Regions from separate parts of the Gossypium arboreum genome. Here region 2 is linked to region 1. A link is a contact called in public Hi-C data. All regions are on one chromosome and are shown on one strand. Each heading gives the region's core, a stretch centred on a gene start, on an enhancer-like site or on the middle of the called end of the contact. The rest is flanking DNA. Distances are from core to core; before and after follow the strand shown. Region 1 holds the start of LOC108482162. Region 2 holds the start of LOC108480976 (protein WHAT'S THIS FACTOR 1 homolog, chloroplastic).

Region 1 (3,441 bases), core at 386-2,885:
TTATGATGTTTGTTCATTAGATGTTGGCATCGGGCATAAGTTTGGTGAAGGAGGAGCAATGTTGGATACCTAGGTTGTGGACGATACTAGCTTTCATGAATGTCATTATAGGGGTTTTAAGGATGTGTTGAGTGAGGATTGCATGTTTGGCCAACAAGCTAGGTAGTAGGATTGGAGGGTACAATGGGTTTTCCAAGGATGGTTCCCTCATGATGAACCATATTGTCCATACTCACCACATCAATTGTCGATGATTATAAAAAGGTAAAAAGAAAGGATGGCAGTTCACACAATGGAGAAGTATTGAAAGCCGTTGGAAGAGGATAATAAAAGAGTATATAGCATAGGGTGGATGATTGAAGAAGAAGACCTCTACCAAGACTAAGAATAGGTATTTATAGGCGAAGGTGATCATTCTTTAGCCTTAGATCTAGACACGTGGATTGTGCTAGTGTTGTTGTGGTTGGCTACTTAGGGAGTATAATAGACATTAATGAAATTGACATAGAGCAGATAAAACCCCACGTGTGTTTCATGCAAAGGAAACTAAACACATATCCTTCACAAGGTGGACCAAAAACATGTAATGTGTCGAGCGTGGATACATCTACGAGGGACATAGTTGTTTTGCATAAACGATGTTGGGACCAGACGAAGTAAAGGTGACGAGGTATTTATTACAAAAATCATGTGTAAATTCTACACAAATATAAAATAAACATAATATCTATTATTGACAGCAGTAACAATGTCTCTTACTCCATGTTTTATTTTCACTATTATTGGCGCCAGAAAGGGTTGAATAAAAACCACAGAAGCCATATCTTAGACGCTGCTAGCCACCTGCAATTGGAGTAAAAGTATTGATGATGAAGACGATGGTATGGAAAATTCTTGTCTTTTAACTTTCTGAACAACGTCTTCAGAAAGGGTCTAAAAATCTTGTCCATCTCTTTGTTTTTAAACAGCAAAATATTGGAAATTTTCTCCTATTTTTCCAAAATATAAAAAAAGGCTACATTACAACAGTAATGGAGATTCCTTTGTCAGTCATCTCTTGTAGTTGTAGTATTAAGACTTTTGGAAGTGTAGGTTCTTCACAGGCATAGCCTGGTCCCATCGTACTTTCAGACAAGATACCAGAATAACCCTTGCTTTTGCCCTAAAATTCCCTCACATACATATATCACCGGTTAAAATGAAAAAATTACATGCTAAAATATCAATCCAATTTACCCAAGAGAAGAAGAGACCATTTGCTGAATCCTGCCTAGTAATTCAGAAGCTGTCCCCTTTGACATAATGAGGATCAACAGCAACCAAATCCTTCTATGTAATAAAATATATTTAAGCTTCATCATCGCATTTCTGTTTCTTTTGTCTTTTTTTAGACACATGCAAGTAAGATAAAAGCATATGAAACCCCAGTGTATTATTAAGTGGGACTGCGGGATTGATCTTCCCAGGCATGAATGAAATGTAAATGTAGTTGAAAGAGGAGGGCAGTTTAGTAAAGGAAAGTAGTAAGCCTAAAACAAACATGTAAATAAAGGGTAACAAGTGTTGATTGCCAAAACAAGGAAAAATCCAAAACAATTTACAAACCCTAGGTCAGCTTGTATTTATAACACCCCCTTCCTTTGTGAAACTTCAGTCTCCTGCACCTCTCTCTGCATTTCTGTACATTGCCTTTTAGATTTTTTGAGGAAAAAATAACACCCCCATGATCTTTCAAACCACCTTTCTCTTTCTACGGTACTAAGTTGGAAAAAAAAATAAAAGTTAGATATGAAGGGTCGATGTTCCAAGCAAGAAGCAAAAGAAGGAATGGAAATTGATAGAATTAGAAACAGTCACAAAGATGAGACTCCTCAGCTCTCTGGTGCTTACATTCGTAGCCTGGTTAAACAACTCACCACTTCCAGAAGTGCCAAAGACCCTGATTGCGTTAATGGCCAAATTTTGAGCAAATTTGGTGAGGGTTTTAGTGCTACACCACAGACACAGAGCCAGGTGGAACCAAACCCACCACCTAAACAACTAAAGAAACAGGTTCGGAGGAGATTTCATACCCGCAGGCCTTACCAACAAAGGATGCTTAACATGGCTGAAGCTAGGAGAGAAATTGTCACTGCACTCAAGTTCCACAGAGCTGCCATGAAACAAGCCAATGAACAGCAACAAGAAGAGCAATCATCACGGTCGCTTCAGCCTTCTCCTTCATTCCCACAACCTTTTGAGCAAGAACCAAAAACAAACAACTTGTCTACCTATAATTTAGACTATTTTTCCCATTCCTATAGTTGGCCTCCTTCTTCTCCAAGTCCTTTTACATCCACTGCACACACTTTGAACCTACCAGACCAAACCCTAGGTCTAAACCTTAACTTTCACGATTTCAACATAGACTCCAACCTTTACCATAACAGTAATAACCCATCAATCTACTCATCTTCATCATCCTCATCTTCCCCAACTCTATCAGTTGCAACTGAAGATGTGCCTTCAGTTGCAGTGTCACATGAAGTGGGGCCTGGGACTATGGCCAATTCAACAGCATCCTACGGTGGGGGAGGCCTGCATCAAGCTATGGACGATGAGGGAATGGCGGAGATGAGATCATTAGGAGAGCAGCATCAAATGGAGTGGAACGACACTGTGAATTTGGTAACATCAGCATGGTGGTTCAAGTTCTTGAAGAGTATGGAAGATGGGAATGAAGTGAAAGGTGAGGATGATGGGTACCACCAACCATTTGATCAAGTCATGGAACTCCCTGCCTGGTTGAATGCAAATGACTGTGGCTTGCAGCACCACCATTTCAATAATCTTTTCCCAGATTCTTACTTCCAGGATTCTGATTCTGCCTTACCTTGGTAAGTACCCAGATTTTCAAAAACATAAAACAAGTGTTTCAGAACGTATAAATTACGATTTTTTCACTATGCTCATTCATACATTGGAAATTTAGAAACTCTCTCAAATTGGATCTAATTGAGGGTCAAAATTTGGTAAAATGCAGTAATTTACCTGATTCTTACCAAGAAAAGAGTCAAATTTGCCTCGTTTTCTGTAAAACATAATAAAGTTGCACCCAATGGATGCCGTGCCTTCATGCTTACAAAAGCTTCTGGCTGTAAGAGCCCAAAAAGGCCCATTAAAGCTTAACGCATGGGCTTTTCTTAAGAAATTGAGTGAAATAGATCAGTCCTTGAGATTTTTTTTTAAATTTTGTTTTATTGATATGTATTGTTGTGATTCACAGCATGAATATTGGAGAAATTGAAGGAATTGATGGGGATTGGCATTGGCTGGCTTAATTCACAAGGATTGTTTACGTTTTTAATTAAGCAATAGCATCTCACCTCCCTTTTGTTTTTTATTTTGATTAAGTCCCTTTCTCCCATACTTTTTTATTTTTCTTTTTTCTTTTTACCTCTA
Region 2 (3,441 bases), core at 525-3,024, 190 kb after region 1:
CAAAAGAAAATAACCTCAAGTTTAACTAGTGCCTTTGTATGAATTGCAAACATGAGAAATCTCCAACTCATCATCATTAGTAGGTGAAACAGCATCTAAACCACCCATGATTTCTTCTTCCTCAAAATCTGCACATGTGTCTTCCATCTCAGTATCACCCTCGATTATATCCTTTTCCTCAATTATATCCCTTTCCTCCATGTCTGACAGGTCACTGAAAGTAGGAACCTCTTTCTTCTTTCCTCTATAACCAATAAAGCTCAGGACCTTTTCCTTCCAAAGCAACAATGGGCATTTCTCAATCAGCTCAGAACCTTCATAAGCTTCAGTCAAGAAGACACTAAACCTCTTCCCCCTTTCAGAAACATAAAAGATGCCAAAATGCTTCAAAAGAAGCCTCATCAATTTCTGTGGCATCACAAGTTCCCGTCGAAAATGAGTGAGATGGTCAGTCACCAATCTCTTCTCAATGGTAAAGCTAAGTAACTCGTGCATAACTGCAACCGCCCTCTTATCAAATTCCAATGACCCCGCTTTCAGCTCCCTAGCAGCTGCATAGGGAGACAAATAAGACCTTTTCTGAAAATGCTCAATCTTCCCTCCATGTCTATACACCTTTTTGTAGTTAGGAGGGAACTTCAAAGGAAAAGGCAAAGAAATTATACCCGGTTCACGTCCAATCCCATCATTCAAACCCAATGTTCTTTTCTCCAACTCTGTAATAGCCCAAGCAGGATTCCAATTTACAAGCTCCAAAAACTCAACCCCATCTTTAGATTTTTCCACCCTAAAATGTTGGGGATACTGATTCACCCACTTGGTCCTAAACTCAATTGGCAAACCAAAATCTCTCCTAAAATGAGCAATCTTATCTAACTGAATCCTTTTATCAACTGACATCATTAAAATCCTAGTAACATACTCAACAGCTTTGGTTGATTGTTCCTCAATCAGCCTTTCCTCTTCTTCCAACAAATCCTCAGCTTCTTTAGTCATTCCACACCATAAGGTTCCCCTTTGATCCTTGTATAATTCAAACAACTTGGGACATTTCCTAATAAAATCAGTTATTTTATGTGGTTTTGGCAAATTAAGTTGCTTCCTGTATCTGTCCAATGACCTTAAGGGGATAACCATCTCTGTTTCTTTCTTTAAAAGTTCCATCAAAAACAGTACTTTTGATAATATTTTCCATTTCTCTTTTACAATTTCGAGATAGTGAATTCTTTTGTTCTTGCTACGGTCTTGGACTCGTCTACTGGAAGTCATTGGTTTGATTTGAAACCACCCAAACATGGTTTGTTGGTACCACATCCTTCTCATTGACAAAAGATCAAGCATATGGTGGTGGTTAGAAAGTAGTCGCTGGATATGGACGGATTTATTCAACAAAACTTTGTTTATAATAAACGGAATGGCCATTGCTTAAGCTTTATTGCTTTTTCAAGCTTCCTGGAAGTATGGATAGACTATCAGAAGTTTCTGAAAAATGTCAGTAGGGGAATTTGGTGGGGTTTTTCTCTTTCACCGCATGCCTAAGCCAATAAATAGAAAAAGAAAAAGGGAAAGTACCAAAGTGTGGAGCTTGAGGGATTAAGCGAGACCAGTGAAGGCAAGGAAAGTGGAGAGGATGAAGACGTTGGAAGGAATAATAGACGGCGGCGATGACGGCAATCAAAACCTTGCGGAGGCAGAGCACTTGTCACTAATCGTCCATTTAACAGGCGTGAAATATTTTGTGAAATATTTTAGGTAAAAACAACTTTTCAATCCCTCTCAATTTCGAAATTGAGCAAATTAATCCTTATTAATTTAATTTTAAAAGTGAATAAATAAAAGACAATAATTAATAGTATTAGCACTTTTGGTCTAAACATCTGACGTGGCAAAATGGAAATAAAAAGATAAATATATTAAAAATAAAATATACGCATGTCAAGCACTTATTGAACTATCTAATCTAAATTTTTAAAAGGATAAATTTCAAAAATAGTCACTTTTGTTTACCTCATATTATATTTTAGTTACTAATATTTGAAATGTTACTTTCAATTACTCGCGTTATCATTTTATTACGAATTGATCACTCTGCAGTTAAACTCTACTAACTCCCTAATAGTAGTCCTACGTGATAGTCTAAATAGATTTTAAATGACTTGAATATCTAGTTGCTAGGGTAAAAATAAGTTTTTAATTAAATAAATTTAATTTGGACGGTCACGTAGGGCATCTAAGTTGGTATTTAAAATTCATTTAGACTATCACGTAAGACTATCATTAAGGAGGTAATAGAGTTTAGCGGTAGAGTGACCACTTCGTAACAAAATGATAATGTAATATTTCAAACATAAGTGATTAAAATATAATTTGAGACAAATAAAAATATTTATTTTTAGAGTTTATCCTTTTAAAAATGAATATTCTCCCGACCCATTTACGCACTACATAAACCCATTGAATCAAATCTAAGAAAAAAAAAACTAAAGAAAATCTAAAAGAACAGAAAGACAAGATTAAAATCCCTAAATGACAAGAAAAAAACCTAAACCCGGATCATCCAAATCTTTTGGATTTTTGATCGGACTTATATGCACCCCATGTTTCAAGGGTTTTGCACTTGCAAGTTGCGTGGGGAAGATTGGTGTTTTTAAGTTTACATTCGTTTAAACAAACTTTACACTAATGTTCTAAAATGGTGAATGCTCTCCGATCTGGAGCTTGTTTCAGAACCTCTGGAGATGTACTTTGGCTTTTTTTTTCAATCGTAAAGAGGCGAAGCAGATGGCCGAGGGTATGCTGTAGTACTTCTGTCACTAGGATTGTCTGCACTTCGCTGCATGTCCGGGCTGTGCTGCTATTGTTGTTGCTCGAGTTACTTCTGGATTCATTGAAATCCTGGAGTTGCTCCAAGGGTGAGTATTCGATTTAGTCGAGTCGAATCGAGTTAAAAAAATTCGAATTAGTTGAGTTGATGAATCATATTTTAGCAACTGAATTCAATTTGAATTTTTTTCGAATTGAATCGAGTGAAAAAATTTCATGTTAAGTCAAGTCGAATTAACGAATCATATTATTTATATTCAATGTTGCATTTACATGGACTGGTTATTTAAATAATAGACAAAGTATAAGATTATTTAACTATATAAACAATATAATTGTTTTACCTTTTAATTTAATAAGTAAATATTTATCAAAATAACGTAATTTTACTTTTAACTTTAGAAAAAATAAACATTTATTAAAACGACATAGTTTTACCTTTTCTTATTCGAATTTTCAGATAACTTGAATTGTGCAATTCATATTCGAGTTAAACAAAAAAACTTATTTTTTTATTCGAGTTGATCTTAATTTTTTATTCGAGTTGATTCGAATAACTTAATTAACTCAAATAATTCAAACTATTTAATTCAAAATTTAAAATTTTTATCAAATTTT

The links. A called contact is a pair of places that touch in the nucleus more often than the background predicts.
Region 2: a contact with region 1 is called in a Hi-C map of leaf, with 3 times the contacts expected there. The contact joins the promoter of LOC108480976 here to the promoter of LOC108482162 in region 1. A contact is called at or near these places in 2 of 5 Hi-C or Micro-C datasets (both in leaf).

The regions. Positions count from the first base shown.
Region 1 is chr6:117,601,324-117,604,764 of ASM2569848v2, forward strand. It overlaps LOC108482162, which reads left to right and starts at 1,636. Exons shown (of 2, transcript XM_017785275.2): 1 at 1,636-2,876; 2 at 3,266-3,441. The coding sequence starts at 1,789. The coding sequence ends at 3,320.
Region 2 is chr6:117,793,549-117,796,989 of ASM2569848v2, forward strand. It overlaps LOC108480976 (protein WHAT'S THIS FACTOR 1 homolog, chloroplastic), which reads right to left and starts at 1,775. Exons shown (of 3, transcript XR_001870731.2): 1 at 15-1,775.